Linked DNA regions of Mus musculus: regions 1, 2, 3, 5 and 6 are each linked to region 4. A link is a contact called in public HiChIP or PLAC-seq, Micro-C and promoter capture Hi-C data. All regions are on one chromosome and are shown on one strand. Each heading gives the region's core, a stretch centred on a gene start, on an enhancer-like site or on the middle of the called end of the contact. The rest is flanking DNA. Distances are from core to core; before and after follow the strand shown.

The links. Promoter capture Hi-C pulls out the DNA fragments that hold promoters and counts their contacts. A called contact is a pair of places that touch in the nucleus more often than the background predicts. HiChIP or PLAC-seq counts read pairs in DNA pulled down with a chosen protein or histone mark.
Region 1: a contact with region 4 is called in an H3K4me3 HiChIP or PLAC-seq map of bone marrow-derived macrophages, with 3 times the contacts expected there. The contact joins the enhancer-like site here to the promoter of Maml3 in region 4. A contact is called at or near these places in 5 of 39 promoter capture datasets (the 3T3-L1 cell line, the C10 cell line, cranial neural crest and 2 more), 1 of 15 datasets of contacts at CTCF or cohesin (large pre-B cells), 19 of 484 Hi-C or Micro-C datasets (B cells, CD4 T cells, CD8 T cells and 15 more), 28 of 115 datasets of contacts at active chromatin or transcription factors (the 230-238 cell line, the SCID.adh cell line, T-cell acute lymphoblastic leukemia and 20 more) and 3 of 9 other capture datasets (adipose tissue, embryonic stem cells and liver).
Region 2: a contact with region 4 is called in a Micro-C map of embryonic stem cells, with 6 times the contacts expected there. The contact joins the promoter of Mgarp here to the promoter of Maml3 in region 4. A contact is called at or near these places in 1 of 39 promoter capture datasets (hippocampal neurons), 1 of 484 Hi-C or Micro-C datasets (embryonic stem cells) and 4 of 115 datasets of contacts at active chromatin or transcription factors (the NIH/3T3 cell line, the SCID.adh cell line, extraembryonic endoderm stem cells and 1 more).
Region 3: a promoter capture Hi-C map of the 3T3-L1 cell line shows a contact between it and region 4, with 8 times the contacts expected there. The contact joins the enhancer-like site here to the promoter of Maml3 in region 4. A contact is called at or near these places in 7 of 39 promoter capture datasets (the 3T3-L1 cell line, 3T3-L1-derived adipocytes, HPC-7-derived erythroid cells and 4 more), 2 of 15 datasets of contacts at CTCF or cohesin (both in the NIH/3T3 cell line), 1 of 484 Hi-C or Micro-C datasets (embryonic fibroblasts), 15 of 115 datasets of contacts at active chromatin or transcription factors (the 230-238 cell line, the NIH/3T3 cell line, T-cell acute lymphoblastic leukemia and 12 more) and 1 of 9 other capture datasets (embryonic stem cells).
Region 5: a contact with region 4 is called in an HNF4G HiChIP or PLAC-seq map of pancreatic cancer cells. The contact joins the promoter of Naa15 here to the promoter of Maml3 in region 4. A contact is called at or near these places in 4 of 39 promoter capture datasets (the C10 cell line, the HPC-7 cell line, hippocampal neurons and 1 more), 3 of 484 Hi-C or Micro-C datasets (CD4 T cells and embryonic stem cells), 9 of 115 datasets of contacts at active chromatin or transcription factors (the NIH/3T3 cell line, the SCID.adh cell line, embryonic stem cells and 6 more) and 1 of 9 other capture datasets (liver).
Region 6: an H3K4me3 HiChIP or PLAC-seq map of forebrain shows a contact between it and region 4, with 6 times the contacts expected there. The contact joins the enhancer-like site here to the promoter of Maml3 in region 4. A contact is called at or near these places in 6 of 39 promoter capture datasets (the 3T3-L1 cell line, 3T3-L1-derived adipocytes, cranial neural crest and 2 more), 3 of 15 datasets of contacts at CTCF or cohesin (the NIH/3T3 cell line and large pre-B cells), 13 of 484 Hi-C or Micro-C datasets (the Ba/F3 cell line, the HL-1 cell line, the HPC-7 cell line and 9 more) and 28 of 115 datasets of contacts at active chromatin or transcription factors (the 230-238 cell line, the NIH/3T3 cell line, the SCID.adh cell line and 22 more).

What each region holds. Positions count from the first base shown.
Region 1 is chr3:51,538,248-51,541,953 of GRCm38.p6, forward strand. All of the region lies in intron 3 of Setd7 (SET domain containing (lysine methyltransferase) 7), which reads right to left. Among named protein-coding and RNA genes, the nearest start is that of 5031434O11Rik, 20 kb to the right of the region's middle. Within about 2 kb of position 2,079, at least 49 of the 459 cell types and tissues checked have an H3K27ac peak or open chromatin away from gene starts, as enhancers often do. A contact at or near this core is called in B cells, CD8 T cells, T-cell acute lymphoblastic leukemia and 7 more, where this site is marked.
Region 2 is chr3:51,394,606-51,398,011 of GRCm38.p6, forward strand. Mgarp (mitochondria localized glutamic acid rich protein) reads right to left here and starts at 1,942. Exons shown (of 4, transcript NM_026358.3): 1 at 1,822-1,942. The coding sequence starts at 1,903.
Region 3 is chr3:51,516,441-51,520,003 of GRCm38.p6, forward strand. It overlaps Setd7 (SET domain containing (lysine methyltransferase) 7), which reads right to left. Exons shown (of 8, transcript NM_080793.5): 8 at 1-3,563. Among named protein-coding and RNA genes, the nearest start is that of Gm36008, 7.2 kb to the left of the region's middle. Within about 2 kb of position 1,696, at least 97 of the 459 cell types and tissues checked have an H3K27ac peak or open chromatin away from gene starts, as enhancers often do. A contact at or near this core is called in bone marrow-derived macrophages, where this site is marked.
Region 4 is chr3:52,103,158-52,106,573 of GRCm38.p6, forward strand. Maml3 (mastermind like transcriptional coactivator 3) reads right to left here and starts at 1,849. Exons shown (of 5, transcript NM_001004176.2): 1 at 522-1,849. The coding sequence starts at 986.
Region 5 is chr3:51,414,467-51,418,173 of GRCm38.p6, forward strand. It overlaps Naa15 (N(alpha)-acetyltransferase 15, NatA auxiliary subunit), which reads left to right and starts at 1,550. Exons shown (of 20, transcript NM_053089.3): 1 at 1,550-1,910. The coding sequence starts at 1,857. LOC108168868 (a long non-coding RNA gene) reads left to right here and starts at 1,917. Exons shown (of 2, transcript XR_001783830.2): 1 at 1,917-2,308.
Region 6 is chr3:51,581,622-51,585,154 of GRCm38.p6, forward strand. No RefSeq gene overlaps it. Among named protein-coding and RNA genes, the nearest start is that of Setd7, 23 kb to the left of the region's middle. Within about 2 kb of position 2,145, at least 31 of the 459 cell types and tissues checked have an H3K27ac peak or open chromatin away from gene starts, as enhancers often do. A contact at or near this core is called in the N1E-115 cell line, the SCID.adh cell line, forebrain and 1 more, where this site is marked.

The DNA of each region.
Region 1 (3,706 bases), core at 829-3,328, 560 kb before region 4:
CCCAGGGCCTTATATGCTAGTACATGCTAAACACTCTACCTCTGAGCTAAATCTCTATGTTCTTAGGAATTAATTTGGGCCAGCCAGGCGTCGTGGTGCACGCCTTTATTTCCAGCACTTGGGAGGCAGAGGCAGGAGGATCTCTGTGAGGCCAGCCTGGTCTACATAGTTCTAGGACAGCCAAGGCTATTACACAGAGAAACCTCATCGTGAAAACCAAAGTTGGGGGGATAGGGGTAGAAAGAAAGAAAAGAAAAGAATTAATTTGGGCTACATGAGTAACAATAGTGTTGTCTGTATTTTCTAAGTGATTAAATAAATAAATAAAAGGTCTTGTCTCCTCTACATCGCTTCTTTCTTTCCTTCTTCATTGGTGGCTGCCCTGCCTTCCTCCAGGAGAAGGGCCAGCTTTGCTTTCTTCCTTAGGACAAAGGCCAGAGAAATTCTATGTCTTGGCAAGTGCCAGGGTCACAGTACGTAACCAACAAATGCTTGGTGGTTTAATTTTGTGTGTATGTCCCTGTGTGCACTTGTATTTGCATGGGTAGGCATGCGCCACGGTGCATGTGAGGTCAGAGCACAGCCTACAGAAGCCAGTTCTCAACTTCTGATACATGGATCCCAGGAGACCCATCCTTCTCCGGTTTAGTGGCAGACACCTCTTCTCACTAAGTCATCCCATAAACACGTTTTAGTTGAACTGGGGGCTACCACAGTGTTGTGGATAATCTAATTTAGGAAGCAAGAGATGTGGCCTCTGCTGGAAGTCCTTACTGCATAACTTACCAATCAAAGTCCCTTGTAAGCTTGCTAAACAATTTGATAGCATGGTGCCTTGGATAGCTTGGTTAATGTCCTGGGCTCAAAAATCTAGGAACAGTTATACAAAGTAGCAATGCAGGGTGGCACTCATGTGACCGTCAGTGTTGCTATTGGGACAGGGATAAGTGGCCTTACCTACACGAGTCACACAGATCGACACAGTCTAACCGCTCTTTGGTGGGGGAGAGATTATAAACTAAAATAAATTTCAGAACCTATGAGGAAAAATGTATAGCATCATTTTCATGGGCAGACAATGCTCTTTGTCCTTCTTACTAATGCTGTGTCCTTTCTGTACCATCTATCTTCAGGCTACTACTGCTGAGCCACAGTGTGTTAGTGCATAGTGTGTGTTATTCTTACATGTGGTTAACTACCAGGAGCTACCTACCACATTACTGCCTATTTGAAGCAGACGTAAGTCTTTATTTAGGGCCTCACACTCTTTTCTCTCAAAAGCTGAATTTATTACTTTGCACTTATAAAACAGAAATCCTTTGGTTTTCTAAATAATAAAAGAAAATAAAATGCATTGGAAGCTAAAAATCAAACCAAACCAAACCAATTTCTTGGGGCTGCACACGGTGCCTTTTGCTAGTGTTCAGCTAGCATGATCGTGTCCCTGGGTTTGAGTCTCAGCTCTGCATAGCCTGAGTTGGTGGCATGCACCTATAATTCCAGCCTTTAGGGGGCAGAGGCAGGGGAATCAGAGGTTCAAGGTGCTCTGCAGCTACACAGAGAATCTGAGGCCAGCCTGGGCTACACAAGACTGTCTCAAAAACCGAAATAACACCAGCAAAACCTTTGTATCATAATTAGAGGGAGATTTTTCAAAAGAAGCTGTTCTTAGAGCAATCTCACACGAACAATAGGCAGAATAGTTCTTTTACTACTCTTAGTTATTCGTGCTATGGCACAAATACTGCCCAGCTGCTCTATCAAGGAGCATGGGGAAGAGGCCATTGTCTGGTTCCTTCCGCTCGCTGGCTCCCCCTAGCGGGATCGGTGAGAAGGTAGGTCAAATGCTTGTTGACAACACATTTCTCTTTTGGGTGGGGATTAAGAAGATAAAGGCTGTTTGGGATGTCTCTACAATGGGTCCTAGGCACTGTCCTGTCAATCCCAGGACGGATGTCCCTCAGAGTCCCAGTGCTCGAGCAGCAAAAGGGACCTAGAAGCCCGTAGTGGCTCTGTGTTCCCATCCTGTGACTACAGTGATGACCAGCAAGCCAGTGCCTGACACTGATGCCCACTTCTGTACTGACTCAGCTTCCAGAAAGCCTCGGGCTGTAGTCAGCCCCTTCCACCCTCAACAGATACCGCATGTGCCATCCGCCATTCTGAGAGCTAGTTATTGTCTCCCAATGCCTCTTTCCCAACAGTCTTCTCTTGGTGTTTGATAAGACCAGAGGGTGAAACGTTGCTCCAGTGGCTGGCCCCGCCTATGTACCTGCAGCAGTGCTAGTTGGATAATGGGGGACGAGGGGGGAAAGAAGGGGTAAAGGACACAAAAGTGGGAGCTGACATTTTGGTGTCTGGGGGATTGGTGGACTGGGCATGCATATGATGAAGACACGCTCGCTGCATACACATGTATGATATCGTCAAAGAACACATAAAATGTTATTCTCTAAAAAATGTCACTTTTAAAGACATTTTTAGGTTTGACTACAGTCAGTGAGATGACTGTAGGAGACGGTCTCAGCTGTACCTTCCATCTCACCACAGGACTTCCGTCGATCCTAGTCACAAGTGAAATGACAGGGTGTGGGAGTCTCTGGGAATCCCTGTTTCGGCTGGCTCTCTCTCATCCTCTGCCTACACAGGCTCCGCTCACTTTTCTGACAAGTCTCTCAGATGTCAGTAGCACCCCAGCTCCAAGCAACATGGAGCTCAGCCCGGCCACTCGGAAGTCCTCTCTCACCCTTCAGAAACTGCAGGTACCTTGGTCCCAGTATCGGCTTCTCTGCCTCTACCTAGACTCTGATGTCTGATGGGTCAGAGCTGACCAAGATGCCTAAAAAATGCTTGGGAAGTCTTGGACAAAGAGTGACCACATCTTTTCCTTAGGGCACAGCTCTTTTTGAAAAATTTCATGTGTCAGGGGAAGGTTGGGTAGTGGGAAGGGGAGGGTGTTGGATCCCTTGGAGCCTCCAATACTGGGATTCAAACTCCAGTCCTCATGATAGAACAACAGGCACTCTTAACTGCTGGGCCATCTCCCCAGCCCCAAACTGTCAGGCATACCCGTCTCAGGCTTCCCTAGTAGCTGGGCCCACACATGCATAAACTGAGCTTAACTGATGAAAACACAAACAAACAATTGTGTGGCTGATCATGTGTGGCTCACGCCTCTGATCCTAGCACTAGGGAGGCAGAGGCAGGTGGATCTCTGAGTTCAAGGCCAGGCTCATCTACACAGTGAGCCACAGGACAGTCAGGACTAAATAGGAAACCCTTGTCTCAAAAATAAATACAAACCAAGTGTGTGTAGGATGACACTGGGTGTCCTGATCTACCACTCTCTGCTTTAGTCCCAGAGACAGGGTCTCACTGAACTTGAGGTATGCCAGCCTAGAGACCCTCCCATGAGACCCAAGTAAAAGCCTTGTGAGTGCATAAGGGACCAAGCCAGGCTTTTTACTTGCTTTCTGGGGATTTGAACTCAGATCCACTTACCTTTAGCAATATCTGCTGAACCATCTCCTCAGCCAATTAAATGATTTATAAAGAACAGTGGAGCTGGTGAGATAGTTCGGGGAGGGGGTTGGGGTTGGGGTAAGGGGGTTTGCTGTTTACCAGCAGGGGTGTAGTAACTCCAGAAAGACCAGAAACTGCTGAATTCAATCTCACATGTAAGAGACTAGATAAAATTAAGCAACAG
Region 2 (3,406 bases), core at 692-3,191, 710 kb before region 4:
TTATTTTTTACTAAAGTAGGAAGTACCAACAGTACAGCAGTTAATACCCACAAAGGAAGACAAATTTAAGATTCCAATCAATGCCAGATTGGTGGCCCAGGCCTTTAATCCCAGCAATTGGGAGGCAGAGTTAAGAGGATCTCTAAGTTTGAGGCCAGCCTGGTCTACAGAGTGAGTTCAGGACAGCCAGGGCTACACAGAGAAACCCTGTCTTGAAAATTATTAGTAATTATTCAGTAGAAGTAGACTTGCCTATGGGGCCTTAGATAGACCTTAGATTCGATCCCTAGTACCACAAAAAAAAAAAAAAAAAAAAAAAAAAAAAAGGTGAAAATTAAAATAAGGTCAGTTCCCCTGCATCCAGGACTACTCACTGCACATTTATGTCTTATTTTGATCTAATGGGAGGAGTGGGAGGCAGAGGATGTAAGAAAGTATGATGTCGATGCAGGACTCAAGGGAGTACAGGGGGCTGCAGCCAAGCCTCAAGACCTAGTTCAGTTTCTGGTACCCACTGCCTCTTGCAAGCTGACCTCAGAGCACATGCAGGTTCTGATGGGTGCGTGCCTATGCCTCTAAGCCTGTGCTTGTGGGAGAGATGGGGTGGGGGAGTGGGGGGGAGGGAGGGATGGAGAGAGAGAGGGAGAGAGAGAGAGAGGGAGGGAGGGAGGGAGAGAGAGGGGGGGGGGAGGGAGGGAGGGAGAGAGAGAGAGTTTTCTGTGGAGGATGAGGTCAGTCTCATCTCTTTCTTTATCTGAGCACCAGAACAGTCCCCATTATAATCAGTTTAAAATAAATGGCGTCTCCTCACTTCTGCAAGTTGCTCTCTTATGAGGTATACACATACAGAGGGGAAAGGCGTTCTAGTACTTGTGGGAAGACTTCTTTTAAGCATCATTTAAAAGAATAGGTGACTAGATCTCTTTCTTGAGACCATCCACCACCAACACAGGCCTAATCAAAGCAGGGTGAACAAGTGCTTAAAGCAAAGCAAAGCAAAGCAAAGCTCGCTCTGGCTCATGGATTTCCACAGGCGTTTTTCTGTCTTTCTCAGTCAAATCTTTGCTTTGGATGCTGCCTCCGATGCCCCAAGGAGTGGGGCAAAGTACAGAATAATTAACTTTCTAGTGTCCAAGATCTGTGCCCCAGTGAGTGATGAACAGAGAGGGTGGGCAGCTAGGAGAGGACCTGCAAACCAGCCCAAAGCCTGTAAGCTCTTATAGTCCAGGATGCTGCTTCTTTAGAAAATTTCCAAGAGCGCATTTCCTCACGCATTCCCTAATCCGAAGCTGACGGAGCTGCAAGCTTGTCAGCAACATCAGAAGAGTACCCCGAGGCCTCACTTCGAAGGGATGATCAGGGCCACAAGAAGCCGGGGGTTTATCACCGCCAGGGATCAGTGAACCGACACTTCTTCTAGGGCCCACCTGCGAACACGTGAACACCCCACGTCCACCTACCTATCCGTTCCTTCACCTCTTCGGAGAAACTAGTGGTTCATTGAATAGAAAACCGTGGAACTCTAGGAGAAAGCCAAACCCTCTTCGAAGTGGTTCTTTTCACTCCATATCTACTGATCATAACCCACAGTCACTTAAAAAAAATGAAGGAACATTACTTGCCGGAGATCAGGAATTCAAGACTGGAACCCAGGAAGTCTAATTTGGATTCAGAGGCCATCCTGGAAAAGGTCCTTATTCCCAAAGTTTCCAAGAAATTCGGAGGGCTGGCCTGAGACCCTCCCTCACTGTTCCTTCACTGGCCCAGGGTTCGGGGCGCTGGTGCCCAGCCTGGACGGGTAGAGAAGTGTGGGACACTCACCGTCCTTCCCCAGCGGCGCGGGACCCGGGGGCGCCCTCCGGGGCAGCGCCAGAGTCTTGGACACAGCCCTGCGGAGATACATCGCCAGATGCGCTCAGATTCAGCAGCGGATCAAGCAACCCAGGCTCAGAGGGAGGAGCCAGGGAGCGCCCCGCCCCGGGTGGGACTCCAGATCCCGTGCGTCCCAGCCCCGGGGGATGTGGGAAGGGGATCGAGTTAGTGGTTAGCACCTTGGTCCCCTTACCCAGCTCTAATAGAGTTGCAGTCCCGTGCTCCCCAGCAGTCGCTTAATGGCTGCATCTCAGAAGAGGCTAGGGAGCTTAGAAGTCGCTGTTACGTGCCTGACCCGCTCTGTCCCATGGAGTTATCTCCCGAGCACGCAGGACACGTTTAGAGAAGCGCGCTTGATTCAGGATTCATGCGCAGACGGAATGTATTCTCCAGGTGGAAGACCACTTTATTCCACACACTGTGTTAGCATTCCCAGGAAGAGGTAGCGGGAAACTTAAGAGACGACTTTACAGGCTTATGATTAAAGGAAGGGTAAGGTTTCCCCCTGGCGATGGCTGAGTTCTAAGCCAGCCAGGACTTTTAAATATAGGGTAAAGAGTTTATCTAGCATGGGTTCGATACCCAACAGCGCATAAAACCAGACATGGTGGCGCAAGAAGTTACTCCCAGCACTCAGAGGGGGAGGTAGGATGCTCAGGAGTTCAAGATCTTTGAGGACACCGTAGGCTACAAGAGACCCCGCTTCAAAAATGAATGAATGAATGAATGAACCACTGAAGGCACTAGGCGGTGGTGTGTGTGTGTGTGTGCGTGTGTGTGTGTGTGTGTGTGTGTGTGTGTGTGTGTGTGTGTGACCAAAACAATCCACTAACAGGAAAGTTAGGTAAAGGGCTCTCTGGGGGGAGTAGCAACCGCTCTTAAACACTAAACCATCTCTCCAGTCTGAACTGTGAATCTTGTTTTTTTTTTTTTTGTTTTGTTTTTTGTTTTTTAATTTATTATATGTAAGTACACTGTAGTTGTCTTCAGACACACCCGAAGAGGGCCTCAGATCTCATTACGGATGGTTGTGAGCCACCATGTGGTTGCTGGGATTTGAACTCAGGACCTTTGGAAGAGCAGTCAGTGCTCCTAACAGTTGAGCCGTCTCACCAGCCCCGAATCTTGGTTTCTTGAGACAGGTTTTCTCTGTGTAGCTCTGGGTGTCCTGAAAATCGCTCTGTAGAGCAGGCGAGGCCAGCTGTTTTCAGGAGCCAGGGCTACACAGAGAAACCCCGTCTCAAGAAACCAGGATCCCTGCCCCCTGCCTCCGCAGTGTTGAGATTAAAGGCATAGGCCACTACCACCACCACCACAGAGCGTTGTGAGTCTTGTAGACCCGAGTAAAGCGACTGAGGAAAGCTCTGAAGCATAGTCGATGCGTGATGTATGCTCAGCCCGATGGAAGAGTCAGTGCCGGGTCACGATTTCTCTGCTCCTTTCAGTCTGGTAAGTGAACATAGTTGCATCTGTATGCCCGCCCCAGCTGGGAGAGATGGTATGTCTACACTGTGAGCTTCAGACCTACTCTCTG
Region 3 (3,563 bases), core at 446-2,945, 590 kb before region 4:
AGGTTTACAAGTCTGGCTTCTGATTCTGCTGCCCTGCAAAAATAATTGTGCTCGTATAACTGCACCGGTGTCTCTAACGCCTCGATTCGCTCTCAGGCCCCTCAGAGGCCTGCGGGAATCACTAAAAGGTAAACACGTCTCCTTTAGCACCGAACTTACCACCAGAAAGCGGCTGAGGCACTGGGGAAGCCTACCTCACATCGGACGCCACCCCACCAGGAGGTGGTCATCAGTCAGAGCGGTTTGTAGGCTTTTTGATTTCTAAAAATGAAAATTGATCTGCATTATATCTCAATAGACTCAGATAATTCTCACCAAAAATTTTTGTCCTGTGTTTAAATAGCACTGGAATAATTCAACTTCATTTAAATATATTCATTCTACCATGAAAATATTTCATACAAACAGCTATTTACATACAAACACATTAAAATTTGTGGAAAGGGCTCCACCCCTGCGGCTTTATGGCTTGAAATAGTTTCATTGCTTTGAATATGTATGCACATGTTTGGCAAAATAAAACTTACAAAATTGAGTCTTTTTGAAAACAAAAATCACCACCCCTCCCCTCCCCTCCCCAACCCCGGCAAAACCAAACCAAAACCAAAAACAACCCTCCAAAACTAAAACCCAAAAAACACTGACACCAAAGCTTAAAATTTTAGAAGGGAAAGCAATCCAAGCCCCGCTGCCCCGCTGCAGCAATGCAAGCCTCAGGGCGGGAATCTATCAAGGTACCTCCCTGTACCTGGAAATTGAAGATATTTGTGAACCTTTGATCTGCAGCAAAGAAACATTGCGACTCTCCATCTTGCAACATAGTTTTGCTTGTTTGTCTAAAATAAAAGATGTCTGGATTCTAAATCTCTACTTTGAAGACAGAATTTGAGGTGGCTGTTTGAGAATAACCAAAGCCTAGAACTCTTGACCTTCTTGGAAAATGTAGAAGTGCATTTTTGCAGTGAGAAATTTAGATTTTTTTTCTTAAACCAATTAAGTAAAATTAATAAAAGTGTCACATACTGTCTCACGAAGACAACCTTTTATTTCAGTGTTCACAATTGACCCTTCCACTCCCAGTACTAGGGACGTAAGCCAGGGCCTCTAGCTGCTAGGCAGATGTTGGACTTTGAGCTGTATTTGCTGCTCAACGCAACTTTAATTGTCACAATTAAATGTTGTAAATGATTACATGGCCTTGTTGGTGTGTGGGTGTGTGTGTGTGTGTGAGGGTTGGTGATAAGGAAACAGTTTTTCAAGACTGATGAACCCCAAAGGGGAATGAGGCTGAACTCTAGTCCCAGTCAGGTTCAAAGAGGCCTTGACAAAAAAAAAAAAAAGGTTTCCTTTTTAGTTGCTGGAGAGGTCAGGGATTGAGAGGATTAAAATAAGAATCTGTACTAAGAAACTCAAGTCTTCCGCCTGTTACTCTGTAACCTTATCATTCTTTTGTGTCCTAATTTCAGTTCTTTCTTTTGCTTCTGTTAGTTCCAGCGTATGCCCCAGTTAGGGGGGACGTGCTCCATGGATTAGTTCCTAGTCCTAACTCCTAACTCTAACACAAGGCAATAATAGTTCAGCATAGGAAAGATGCTAAAGATGGGTCAAGTCATGCAGGGTTGGACTGAGACAGCTCTGAATGAGGCCTCTCGAGACCCGTGCTGACGTCAGGCAGGTAAGCCCACAAGCGCCAGCTGTCAGGAAGACAGCGCACAGTTCTTTTTCTTCTCTACCACACAGAATCTCAATCATGGCTGTTTGTGATTATGATCCTGAGAGAAGACCAGACTTGCCCGCTTCCTATGTCCTTCTACAGTAGAAGGCACATTCGGAGGCTTTTCTGTTTTGGTTCAAGCAAGGAGCAAACCCCAACCTCCCTCAGCAGCTAATTCTCTATGCAGCGCCTATGCTGTCTGCTTCTCTTCTCCACAGTGAGGTTCTGGCCTCTTTAACAGTTGCAACCTATGACTAAGCAAGTTACCTATGCTTGGTAACTTGGAGAGAGGAAGAGAGAAGGGGAGGGGGAAGGGGAGGGAGGGGGAAGGGAAAGCAAGGGAAGGGGGAGGGGAGGGAGAGGGAGAAGAAGAGGGAGGAAGAGGGAGTAAAAGGAAGAGGGAGGGAAAGGAAGAGGGAGGGAGAGGGATAGAGAAGGCGGAGGCAGGGGCAGTGACTGGAATGGGTCACAGTCAGGGAAAGGCACAGAGTCCAGCAAGAGAGAAGAGGAACTTAAGACATAAGGAAAGAGGTGGAGCAATCGGCTGGGCTGCCATTCTGCACACACACACCCAGGCTTCTCACACAGCAGAAGAAAAGGAGCTGAAAGGCACCAGGAACCCAGGGCGAGGGGAGACAGGGAGGCTCGGCTCTGAGGGTCTGCTTCCTGTGTCTAAGGGTCACCGACACATTGCTGCTGGGTTTGAAGTCCAGTGTGTCTTCCTCCACTGTGGGATGGGAAAAGTAGATCGGTTTCCCAGCCACATGTGTGTGTGTGTGTGTGTGTGTGGAGGGGCGGGTGCGTGCCATGCTGGGTGTGGTCAGAGGCTAGCCTTCAGGAGTTGTTTCTCTCCTACTATATATGTCCTAAGGCTTAACTCAGGCCATCGGCTTGCCAACAGCACCTTTACCTGCTAAACGTTTTTTGCTGGCCCTTAAGCCCCCCCAAATTGTTTTTGAGTCCCATTTGGATGAGATTGCTAGAGTAGCCCTTTAGGATAGAGGTTGAGCCCCTACAGCAACTGAGGCTAAGGTTCCATCCCCAGGTGTGAAATCCTGTGAGCCTGGGCGATTGGAGGTGGAACCTGTTCTCTCGTCCTCCGTCCTCCTTCTCATCTGGTCACTGAAGTTCAGCCATTGTTCTCCCCAAAGCAGCCAACTCTCTTTGGGCACATTTACAGAAAAGCTCCTCTCAGAATCTGAACCCACAGACTCAGCCTCCTGTCAGAGTTTACTGAATGGTGTCTTTCTACAGAATAGAAGCCATCCTATCCTGCTGACTTGCAGTCTGAAAACTATTCAGTCCTCTTTGCAGGAGGCTCCTCGAAAGTCCAGAGGACGTTTCTCCCGAGGGAACTCGCTCCTTAAGCTTTCAAACAGGGATGTGACTAGCACTCCCGGGCAGCATCGTCACCTGGGTGCAGAGCCTGACGGTAGGTATGTCAGGAAGCTTGTGAAAGAGCCCAGGGGTGGCTATCACAACTGAGGGCTGAGTTCTCCACCTGGGGCTCTTGATGGAAAAGCTGTGTCGCAGCCCCAGATAAAGCACTCCTGAAAGTTGTGAAGACCAAGATGCAACTGACCACAGAATATCAAACCGCTCTCTACCTGTCTCCTCTCTCCATTTCCACCTACTCCCAAGCATCTCTCCCCTTTCCCAGAGCCCTTTATTGCAGCTTGGAAAGCTTTAGCTTTTAAGCCTAAACCGACACAGGCCACAGGTAGCACTGTGGACAGCTACCGGCTTCAGCAACTGTTGTTCCCAGGCCTTCTCGGTGATGGACACCTTGGGGGAGGGGAGTGTTCCCCAAACTCGGCATTCATTCAGAGCGACCCAGTTACATTACAGA
Region 4 (3,416 bases), core at 599-3,098:
GAGAGGAAGTCAGGGACTCTTCCTTCCCCTCCTAAGGGTTCAGGGCCTGGCGCCCACTCAGAATGTGCGACAGCATCAATTTCTCCCTGCACCCGGCGGATGTGATGAGAGGGGTGGGCGAAAGGGGACCTATCTGGGGAGGCGCGGTGGTACAGAGAAAGGTGAAGGCGGGGCGCGGAGAGGAGCAGCGTGGTTTCTACTCCTGGGTTCACTCTGGTTCGCATCGATTTCTAAGACAAGGAGGGGGAAACTTTTCCTGCACCTCACTCTGGCACTAAAGCTCCCTCCTCCCCTTGGAGTCGTGACTGGCTTCTCTCCCTCTCATCCCTTCCTCCCCAAATCTGACAACCCTGACAGATTAACAGGTAGCGGCGGCGGCGAAAGCGTTTACCCTGAGAAAAGTTGACGTTAACCCTTCGTCTCCATCCCACCTCATCCCTCGGTGCAAATCAGACCCTCACAGCCCCCAAGCCAGGAACTCCACGCCCCCGACCCCAACGCGCACCCCAGTGAGCCCTCACCATGATCAGCGTATGGTTCCTCTGCTCGGCTGAGGCAGCCTCCGCATCTTGCTGGGTTTTACTCGGGTGCTGCTGCTTGCCGCTGCCGGCGCCCGATTTCTTGGCTCTCTGCTCCAGGGTCCTCTGATAGAGGCTCACGGTGTCCCGGCGCTCCAGCTCCAGCTGCTCCACCTGAGCCTGCTGATACCTGTTCTCGCAGTTGACGTGGTGCCGCCGGCAGCCCTCGATGCGCTGGCGGAGCCGCTCGACTACCGTGCTGTGCTTGGGGACGGCCGCCGAGCTGCCGCCGGGGCCCCCGGAGCCGCCGCAGCCGCCGGCAGCGGGGTGATTGCCACTCGGAGCAACCGGAGTGCTATTGGGAGTATTCACGCCGATCCCGGCCCCGCCGAGGCTGCTGCTCAGGCTGCTGTTGATGCAGATACTACTACCATTCGCGGCGGCAGCGGGGGCTGCGAAATCCCCCATCCTGCTCCCGGGGCACACTATTTTGGAAGAACTTTTTTTTTTAATCCACCCCCTATCAGCCTTCTCCTTGGGTCCAAGGATTAAAATAGTTTAAGTGGAACGCGGGGGAGACGCAAGCACATGGATGAAAAAACAGCGATCCCCACGGGGTGAAAAAAGGGGGAAGAGATTTTGGGGTGTTTTTTTTCCTTAAAAAAACTGTAAAGATCGAGGGGAGAAAAAAAGGGGGTGTTATCAGAATACCATCAGACACCTATCAACAAATAGAATCCCAACAAACTGAGCCGGCAGCAGATCGGCTTGCAACTCAAGGGGAGATCCGCTCCTCGCCTGCCTCCTTTTAATAATCCATTATTTTCTAATAAATTCCAGGAGGTTTCCGGTGGTTGGCAAGCATTTTCTCCCTACGTACCGAAAAACACACCCCATGTACACACACGAGCGTGTGCCTCCAGTGCGGACACGCGCGACACACACTCACTCCACGCCGCATCGGAAAACGGCGAGCTTGCTTATTGCATTTTCCTTCCACAAAAAAGTTTTGGTGTTTATGCCGCCCCGTGTTCTCAAAGTACTTTGGCTGCTCAGTTGCATTTCACAGGAGCCTAGACATCGAGTCCTCGGGCTGGGCAAGTAAACACATGGACAGTCCGAGGCGACTGCAAAAGTAGATCGCTGGAGTCCTTTGCGAAACGCCGCGCGGAGAGCAGCCACTAATGCTCGGCCAGGCTGCCGCTGCCGCCGCCGCCTCCGCCACCATCACAATGATCAACTGCTCGCCGCCGCCGCCGCCTCCTCCTCCTCCTCGCGCTCCTCCACCTCCTCCTCCTCCTCCATGCCAGCGGAGTGATATCAGGACGCGCGAGCTCAGTAAACACGGCAGCGGCGGCGGCTGGAGGCCGTGAGACAAGCCCGGGGACCCGGTGCAAAACCCGGCCCGGACTCTCCCCTGGCGGGAGCGGGCGCGGCGCGCACCGACCTGACTCCCGCCTCCCTTGCCCCCCCACCCCCTCCCCTTCCCCAATCCAGCTGCTCCCCAGGCTGGGAAGCCCCGACCTGCCAGGAAGAGGGGGGAAAACAAAGATTGGGGGGAATCTTAGGAGTGGATCACCTTTTGACCCGTGTGTGTGTGTGTGTGTGTGTGTGTGTGTGTGTGTGTGTGTGTGTGTGTGTGTGTGTGTAAGTGAGCGCGCGGCGCGCGTGTATGTGTGTGTGCGCGCGCGCGAGTGCGCGGGGACGCGCCAGGCTGGCTGTGTTTCCTTCTGCCCAGCGAGGTATCCAGCGAGCCCAAGTTGTTGTTATACATTTATGCATTATATTGCAGAAATGTGCATGACCAGGCAGAAACAGTGCAGCTTCCCAGCAGCTGTCATCCCCACCCATGTGAAATGAAATAGGCAAACGAGTGGCTTGTTTTCAAGGCCCAGAGAAGACCCTGCTAGTGAACTCTTGCTCAAACTCTAGGACCCTCTTTAACTCAAATAATTTTTTTTCCTTACGTTTATTTGTTTATTGGGAAGAAGTGCCTAGTGCCACACCCCACGCACGCTTAGAAGTCAGAAGACAGCTTTGTGGAGTCCTCTAAGGTGGGTACTTGAGTTTGAACCAAGGTTGTCAAGATCTGGGGCAGTCAGTCACCTTTACCTCCTGGAAATTTCATCAAAGTACCCATTCCTCAATGAACAGAACTAAGCAGTCAAAACAAAACAAAACCTTGGGATATTATTTATTTCTCTGTACATAACGACTGTGGTTATTATGACGATTATTGTTTTATTTATCCTTGAAAAAAAATAAAACCAAGCAAGCAGGGACTTGGAGGTGAGACTAACAGTACATTTAAACAGACTGTTTTGAACACTAGGTGCTAATGACGGCAGCAATTAAGGGTCCTGCCTAAATCAAGTGGAAAGATTGCAGATTTCATGCTTTAGAACTATAGAAAGAAAGAAAGAAAAAAAAAACACAGCATTTCACAGTTTGTTGTGACCAAAACAAAAACAAGCCAAAAAGTGTGTGGGGGGCAGGCTTAGCTTACCACTAGATATATTTTTTTATTTCAATGGATTCACATTCACAATAGCACGATTGAAATGGAGTAGCTGCAGAGAAGTAATCTCAGGTTTTGTTAATTATTATCACACATTATCTACCCAGACACTGAGTAGAACATCTGACAAGAAAGTTCAAACACCCTTGGCTCAGTCTTACACCATTGCCCAGAGACGTCTGCAAAAATGAAAAGGCAGAAATTGCTAGCACTTCTGGGGTCCCTGGGCTACAGACCTCGATGGTGGGGTGTTCATGAAACGGCTTTTTGAATGGATTTGGGGGGGGGAGGGGGTAAAAACACAGCCCTGTTTTCTAAAGTACCCAGGAATAAAAGAAGGCTGGGCCTTGTTTTTTGTATGACAAAACTTTTCCCGGGGA
Region 5 (3,707 bases), core at 300-2,799, 690 kb before region 4:
AACAAAAAAGTGCTTATCTGGCATGCATAAAGCACCAGGTTAGCTCTTCAACAGCACACACTTGTAGAAAAGCTATTTATTTACTTACATCTTTGTATGTGAAGGATTTTCTTCTAGGCTTATCTATTTTATATGCATGAGCCTTTTGTCTGTGCGAGCACCCTGTGTATACCTGGCCTCTTCAGAGGTGCTGGGACCCAGCCTAGGTTCTCTGCAAGAGTAACAGGTCATTTCCCCTATGAACTCCCTCTCCAGCCCAGAATTCACTTGTTATTTATGTGTGCCAACATGGAGGTTAGAGAACAACTCTTTGGAGCCTTTTCTCTTTTTCCATCTTCATGTGAGTTCAGGGGTCAAATTCAGGCTGTCAGGCTTGCAAAGTAAGTGCCTTAATCCACTGAACCATCTCACCAACTTAATTTTCCTAAATCTTTAGAGAGATTAGTGTTCAAGGATACCCCAGGATTTGCCTGCTCTAAGCTTGCTCCCTTTTTGGTTTTTAAGAGATCGAATTCCAGGATAGCCAGGGAAACACTGGGAAATCCTGTCTCAAAACAAAACAAACAAAAACAGACCTAAAGGAGCTAAACTGCTGCACATCTTTATGACTCAGGATGCACAGATTACTAGAAGGTCCACATGAGATAATCAAGGGTAAAATGGCTCTTGTGACTCAATGGCTTGCCATTTTGTAAAGTTTTATTGTTAACTGTAATGAAACGTCTGGATCCTCTTCTCTCTCAGGCCTGACCTTGCTCAGTGGAGTCTGGCCTCTAAGGATTGAGGATTTCTGTTAACAGGCAGTTCAACAGATACAACCCTAAGCATGAATTAGAAGCCAACTCCAGGAGTCTCGGCCCTCAACTCCACCACATTAAGGTGACTCACACAGCCAGTTCCTCAACCTCGCATTATATGACTTCAGCAATGAAATAAATATACCTCAACCTTCAGAGGCTCCTTTGGCAGTATAAGTATGTCACTTCGGATCTGGCCAACACCTTTCCTGGCTATCTCTAGCAATAGTCAACAAAAATCACTGATACCCTAGCCAGCCGGGGCCCATTTCATAGGTCAAGCTCTTAGAGGCTTTTCAAGATGATTAAGCCCTCTTTTTCGGATCGGTTCACAAATTACCCTTCGCTCCCTTCTGTACACAATACAGGCACTTGGGCCTAGAACCATTATACCTCTTCTTAAAACATCTCCATTTTGGCACTTGATACTCAAGCTATGATGACACCATCTGGGTGAGTCTACCCCACCGAGAGAAAGGCAGGCCGGTCTAGCGAGAAGGGGCAGAAAGTCTGTTTCCAGAGAGGAGGCGGCGGCGGCGGAAGCGTCATTGGCGGCCCTCCCAGGCACACGGCACTGGCAGGACCGGCAGAGCCAACTCTGAAATCCGCGGCTCCGCAGGCCGGCCCGGCCTCCGCGTTCCCGGCAGGCTCCGGTGCATCGAGGGTGGGGAAGAGCGGGTCACCGCGCCTGCGCGTTGGGAGGTGTGACCCGGGTGGGAAAGCCCTCCGAGTCCGCCATTTTGGCTGCCTCTGTCGGTCTTTTCAGTTACCACGTGAACCGCCGACGGAGACCCGGGAGGGGGGAGGTGGCGGCGGCGTTAAGTGAGAAAGGGGGAAAAGGAGGAGAGAGAGAGAGAGAGAGAAAAAAAAGAAAAGAAAAAAAAAAAGAGGCGAAGGGAGTGTCAGGACAGGGCGGGCGCGGCGACCCCGGAGGCCTAGTGGCGGCGGAGTGAAGGCTTCAAGGCTGAAGTGAGCTCGGGAACGGCAGTGGCGGCGGCGGGCGGACAAACGGACTGAGCGAGCCGGGCGGTGGCGGGAGCCGCGGGAGGAGCCGGAACCATGCCGGCCGTGAGCCTCCCGCCCAAGGAGAACGCGCTCTTCAAGCGGATCTTGGTGAGTGTGAGGCGGCGAGCGGGCACCGGGGATGGTTTCGCTGGGAGCCGGGCCTGTCAGCCCCGAGCCCGGGCGGGCGAGCGGGCACCCGGCCACCCCGCGGGGACCCCACCTCGGCTGTGCTGGCTGGCGGGGCGCACTCTCAGCTCTCGTCTCGCCCCGGGAGCGCCCCCACCTCCGTCCGCGCGCCGCGGCCCGCGGGCTTCGAGGCCTCGGTTCCGGACTAGGCCCCGACTCCCCGGCATCCGCACGGCTCGGCTGCCGTTTACCCTCCTAGAGCGAAGGGAGGAGCAGCCTGGCCTTGAGCGGGGCAGCGGGCCGCACGGGCCGGGAGTCGCGGCCCCGCTCCGGACAGGGATTCTGCCGGCTGGTCGGGGTGGCACCCTCGGAAGGAACAGGTGGTGTGGCCGAGGCAGGGACTCATTCATTGCTTGAAAGCACTTCTCCCTCTCCGGCCCCGTCCCTCCCTCTTCCTCCCCATCTGGGATTCACCGGTCCCCGCCCGGCCGGGGGTCACTGTTGGACTCGAAAGAATGGACTCTTGTAGAAGCGGAGGCTACTCTGTCACCTCCATCCAGGCACTTGCATACTTGATCCTGCAGCCCCTCGGCCTCTTTTTTTGGGAGTGGGAAACGCAGCATTTGTTTGTTAGTTGGAGAGCAAAACGGCCCCACCCCGACACCCTTCTCCGGGAGGTGGGACTCATTTCTAGGGGCGGTCCGGTAGGAAGTTTCAGTACAGACTCCCCCTCCACCCCTTACTCTGAAGTTTTAAAAATAGCGGTGCAAAAACTTAGCAGGAGATAATAGAAGTGTCTTCTAAGATGGATCTTGTTGACGCTATCTCAAACTCATCCCCTGTGCTTCAGATGTTTGCGGTTTGCATAAAAATACACGCAGTGATAACTTGCGGGGGTATGGGCTTGAATCTGTTTACATTGTAAACTATGCCCTGCTTTATCGGCTCTGTCATTAATACATTGTAGCAGTTTTTGTTGTTAGTGTGAGGGTAGCTTCTTTTATACAAACTTTTTTGTGCGTGAAAGAATTAAGTGTATTCGCCAAACTTGACTTGAATTTTGGAGTGTGTGTGTGTGTTAGCCTTTTAGATTGCAGTTATAATTCGTTTGACAACAAAATAAGGAGATTAGATATTTGGCTTTTTCTTTTCTTTTTTTTTTTTTCTTTTTTCTTTTTCTTTTTTCTTTTTGGCTATTTATGGGCCAGAGAGATGGCTCAGTGGATAAAAGCAGTCATTGACTGTTCTTCCACAGGTCCTGAGCTGAGTTCCCAGCAACCACATGGTGGTTCTCAACCATCTATAGTGGACTCTGATGCCCTCTTCTGGGGTGCAAGACATTCAGGAAATAGAGCACTTATATACATAAAATACATAAATAAATCCTAAATAACCATTTATATTGAGGTGATTGATTTTACAGAACTATCCATGTAATCAATTTGTGTAGAAAAACATATTAGACAGTCACTTCCCGTACTACTTAATGGCGTTTTGTTTTCAGACCTTTAGAAGTCTTAAGTGGATTTGTAGCATAGTTTTTTGTTTTTAGTGTTCTGAGACAGATCTCACTTTCTGTAGCCAGGCTGGACTGGAACTCTTGGCAGTTTTTCTGCCTCAGCATCCCAAGAGGTGGGATTACAGATGAGAACTACTATGCACTTCTTGTGACAGTTCTAGAATGATTTTATTTTTTTATGTGTGGAGAGGTCAGAGGGCAACTTCCAAGAGTTGGTTCTCTTCCACCATGTGGGAGTTCCTGAGATTAAACTCAGGTCA
Region 6 (3,533 bases), core at 895-3,394, 520 kb before region 4:
ACCAGAGTGAGTGGGGCCAACTGGAGCAAGCAGAGGTCCTAAAAATTCAATTCCCAGCAACCACATGAGGGCTCACAACCATCTGTACAGCTACAGTGTACTCACATACATAAAATAAATAAATCTTTTTTAAAAAATGACGCTTTCTTATATGTGTACACGCCACTGCATTTTCGCAATCTCAGCTTAGAGTATTGTCCTTTTTTTTTCTTGATTAGGCTAGCAGATATGTATATATGTACACACACACACACACACACACACACACACACATATTCACCATTGCTGTTCTTTTGCTTTGTTTGGTTTCCAGGGATCCATCCCTTCCCTCCTACACCTCACCCCCTCTTCCCTTCCTTTCTTCTGCCTCACTGAGTAACACTGGCCGGGAACTCACTCTGTAGACCAGGCTGGCCTTGAAGTCAGAGATCCTTCTGCCTCTGCCTCCCAGATGCTGCGATGGATGGCGTGTGCCACCACTGTCCAGCTTAGATTATTTAAGATATCCAAAAACATTGTAAATGCCATGCAACAGTTATTCTACTGTAATGTTTAGAGAATGGTGGTGACGAATCAGGATACGGTCAGCACCACGGCATCCCCCAAATCTTGTCAATTATAGTTGGATGCACAGATGCAGAACACACGGGTATAGGTATGACTGACTAGAGTGTTAGTTCTGCCTTTCTGTTTTCCTTAGACTTTAAAACTTTTTTTGAGTTGAATAATTTTCTTCAGGTTCATTCTTCTTAAATAATTTTTAAGTTAGTATTATTTATTTACTTGTTCCTGTGTTTGTTGATTTGTGTTGTTCCGTGGGGCACACGTGGAGGTCAGAGAACAGTTATGGGAACCTTATAGGAGTCAGTTCTTTCTTTTTAACTGTGTGACTCCTGGGAACTGAACTGAAAGGTTGGCAGGGTGGGCCTTTACCTGAGCCGTCTTGGCAGCCCAACAAATGATTTTGAGAGTTTGGGTTTTCCTTTTAAGACAGACAGACAGACAGACAGATACAATCTCTGATTATATTTCACAGGTTTTAATAAGTAGGATTTTCCTTATTATTTGCTAAATGATCTGGCCTTTTGTCTTTATTCATGGAAATGGAGGATTTTTAGACACAAATGATCCATCATCTTTAAGCCTTGCTGTTGGGTGATGCTGGCCTGGATGCTACTTCTTTTTCTCGAGGCTTCTGCAGATTAAAACCAATAAAGCCTTTTAACAGAATTCCTGTGTCGTGTGTGCTCAATAAGGCTAAATTGCCCTTCTCTGCAGTTTGGGAGGAAATGGAATTGGAAGATGGAACTCCGAGTCCTAACTCTGCCACTTTTTATTGGTAACCAAATAAATAACGCGATTTGAGCCTGGCTTCGTGTACAGCTGTAAGGCTGCTCTGTGTTCTCTTCTGTGCAATTTAGGGCTGCGAGGAACTTGGAATTAGTTTCAATTAGGCTGGCTTAATGATTTCTAGGCCCACTTGTTAGTTGAGTCAGCTTGGCCTTGGGACCTGGAGATGCTGAGTACAGCTCTTGCCGCAGTCAAGCTGATGCCGTGGCTTCCTTGTATCTTCCTGCTCCACACAGAGGAGAAAAACATCCAGACGACCCTGGGCGCTCATTTCCTCCATCTTCTTAGGATAGGCCCTAGGGTTGGCTGGAAGAGATGGTAGCCTGGTGTCAGAGCAGGCTCTGTGGAGACTCTTCCAGGAGGGGCAAAGCTCTCCTGTCACAAAGGTCTCTCCTGCTCAGTTTTCTGGTTGATTTGGCATTTCCTGTCCACAGACTTGGAGATTGTCTTGGCTGTCTCTCTGGTGTGGCTGCCTTTCTGTGACAGGGACCTTACAGCTGCCATAACATGGCTACTTCTTTGCCTGTAGGTTTTCAACACCTGTCCTGCTTGTACAGCCCATATGATTTGATGGCCACAGAGACATACTTTACACCTATGGTGTCTTATAATCCCATAACAGATGATACTATGGAAACGGTGGAAACACCCGGTGCTCAGAAAACACCAGAAATTCCCCCTGAAAGAAGCAGAGAAATAAGTAGAACTCCAACTGCTTTGGTTTGACCCAGGATTTCAACTCCAGGGAGCCATTCCCATCCTAGACTTCGCGGTTTTCCTGTAGGTGGCGCTAAAGGGTCTGATTCCACCAGAGTCTGTTTCTTATGACAAGATTACAGCAGAGGAAAGTGTATGGAACACCATTTCTTCTTTGTCCGCTAGCCCCACGAGGGTGAGCGGCAGCCCCGAGGTAACATGGCGATGCCACAGGAGAAAATTAACATACGGTGATGAAAATATACTTCTTTGAGGAGTGATTTAATTCTAGACAGATTCTGCTTACACAGTCTCAGAAGAGGCAGGAACAAGTGTACAGCCAGCAGCAAGGCCGTCCCTCGAGGTCCCAGTGTGGAGATGAGGTAACCCATGGCTTCTCCACCCCTCACTGCTCCTTTGATAGTTATTTCCTTGATTTCATAGGGTAATTGTGGGCCCTGCAATATCTGAATGTTCCTCAGCTTCCTGTTGACTGTAGGAAATAATTTGTTGGTGTCTGGCTGTCGGAAGTCCCCTGCGAGGCACATCTGGTTTTCAAAGGATCGACAGTGTGCGAGACCTCCCACTCTTCCTCACAGCAGTCTTACCCCCCACCCCCCTTAGTGCCTGCCATTCAGAATGTAAGCCATCAACTCCCTGTTCTTGCCACCGTGTCTGCATCTTGATGCCATGGTTCCCTGCCTTGGCAGACTCTTATGTTTTTCTTCTGTGAGTTGTCTGTTTGTGGTGGGGTGTCATAGCAATGGAAAAGAGACCGACATGCTCCACACGCTGTCTTCTGAGACCCGCTGGAGCACACGTTAACACATTCCCATCTTCTCTTCCTAGCTCAGCAAAAGAGGGATTCTCTGGAGTCCAGGTCACTCCCCAACGAACATTCTCCTTGGACTCAACTTTCGTTTGACTTATATGCTTGCCTTAGGGCAGCCAGAGTGATAATGGATGTCTGTGTGTACACTTTCCCAGGGGATGCAGGGGATGGTGATGCAGGGCGAATGGAGCTCTTGTAACTATGTGTCAGTTAGCTTCCATTGTAACAAGAACATAATTTAAGGGAGGAAGGGCTGGATCCACGGTTTCTTGGCTCTGTTGCTTCTTGGCCCCCACATAATCAGGCAGCATAGCATGAGCATGTGGCAGAACAAAGTGGGTTAGCTCTCAGATAGCAGTGTGCACTGGTGAGAGTGTCCTAAGGGAAAGGCATTCCTCCACAGATCAGCCTTCTCCATCCAGGCCCCACCTCCCAGGAGTCCACTCATCTAAGGTCTGTCAGTAAACTAATCCACTGTAGAAGTTACTGCTTTCCTGGTGTTTGCAAGCTCCGCTCAGAACTCACTGGCTGGCAGCTGGCAACTGAAGGCTGCTCGGGTCATAGCATGTGCAGCTGTGCCCTTCTCTCCATCTTAGCATGGATCCTGGGTACAGGGCCCAGGCTAATAGACTTTAAGCTGGACCTTGCTGCTGCG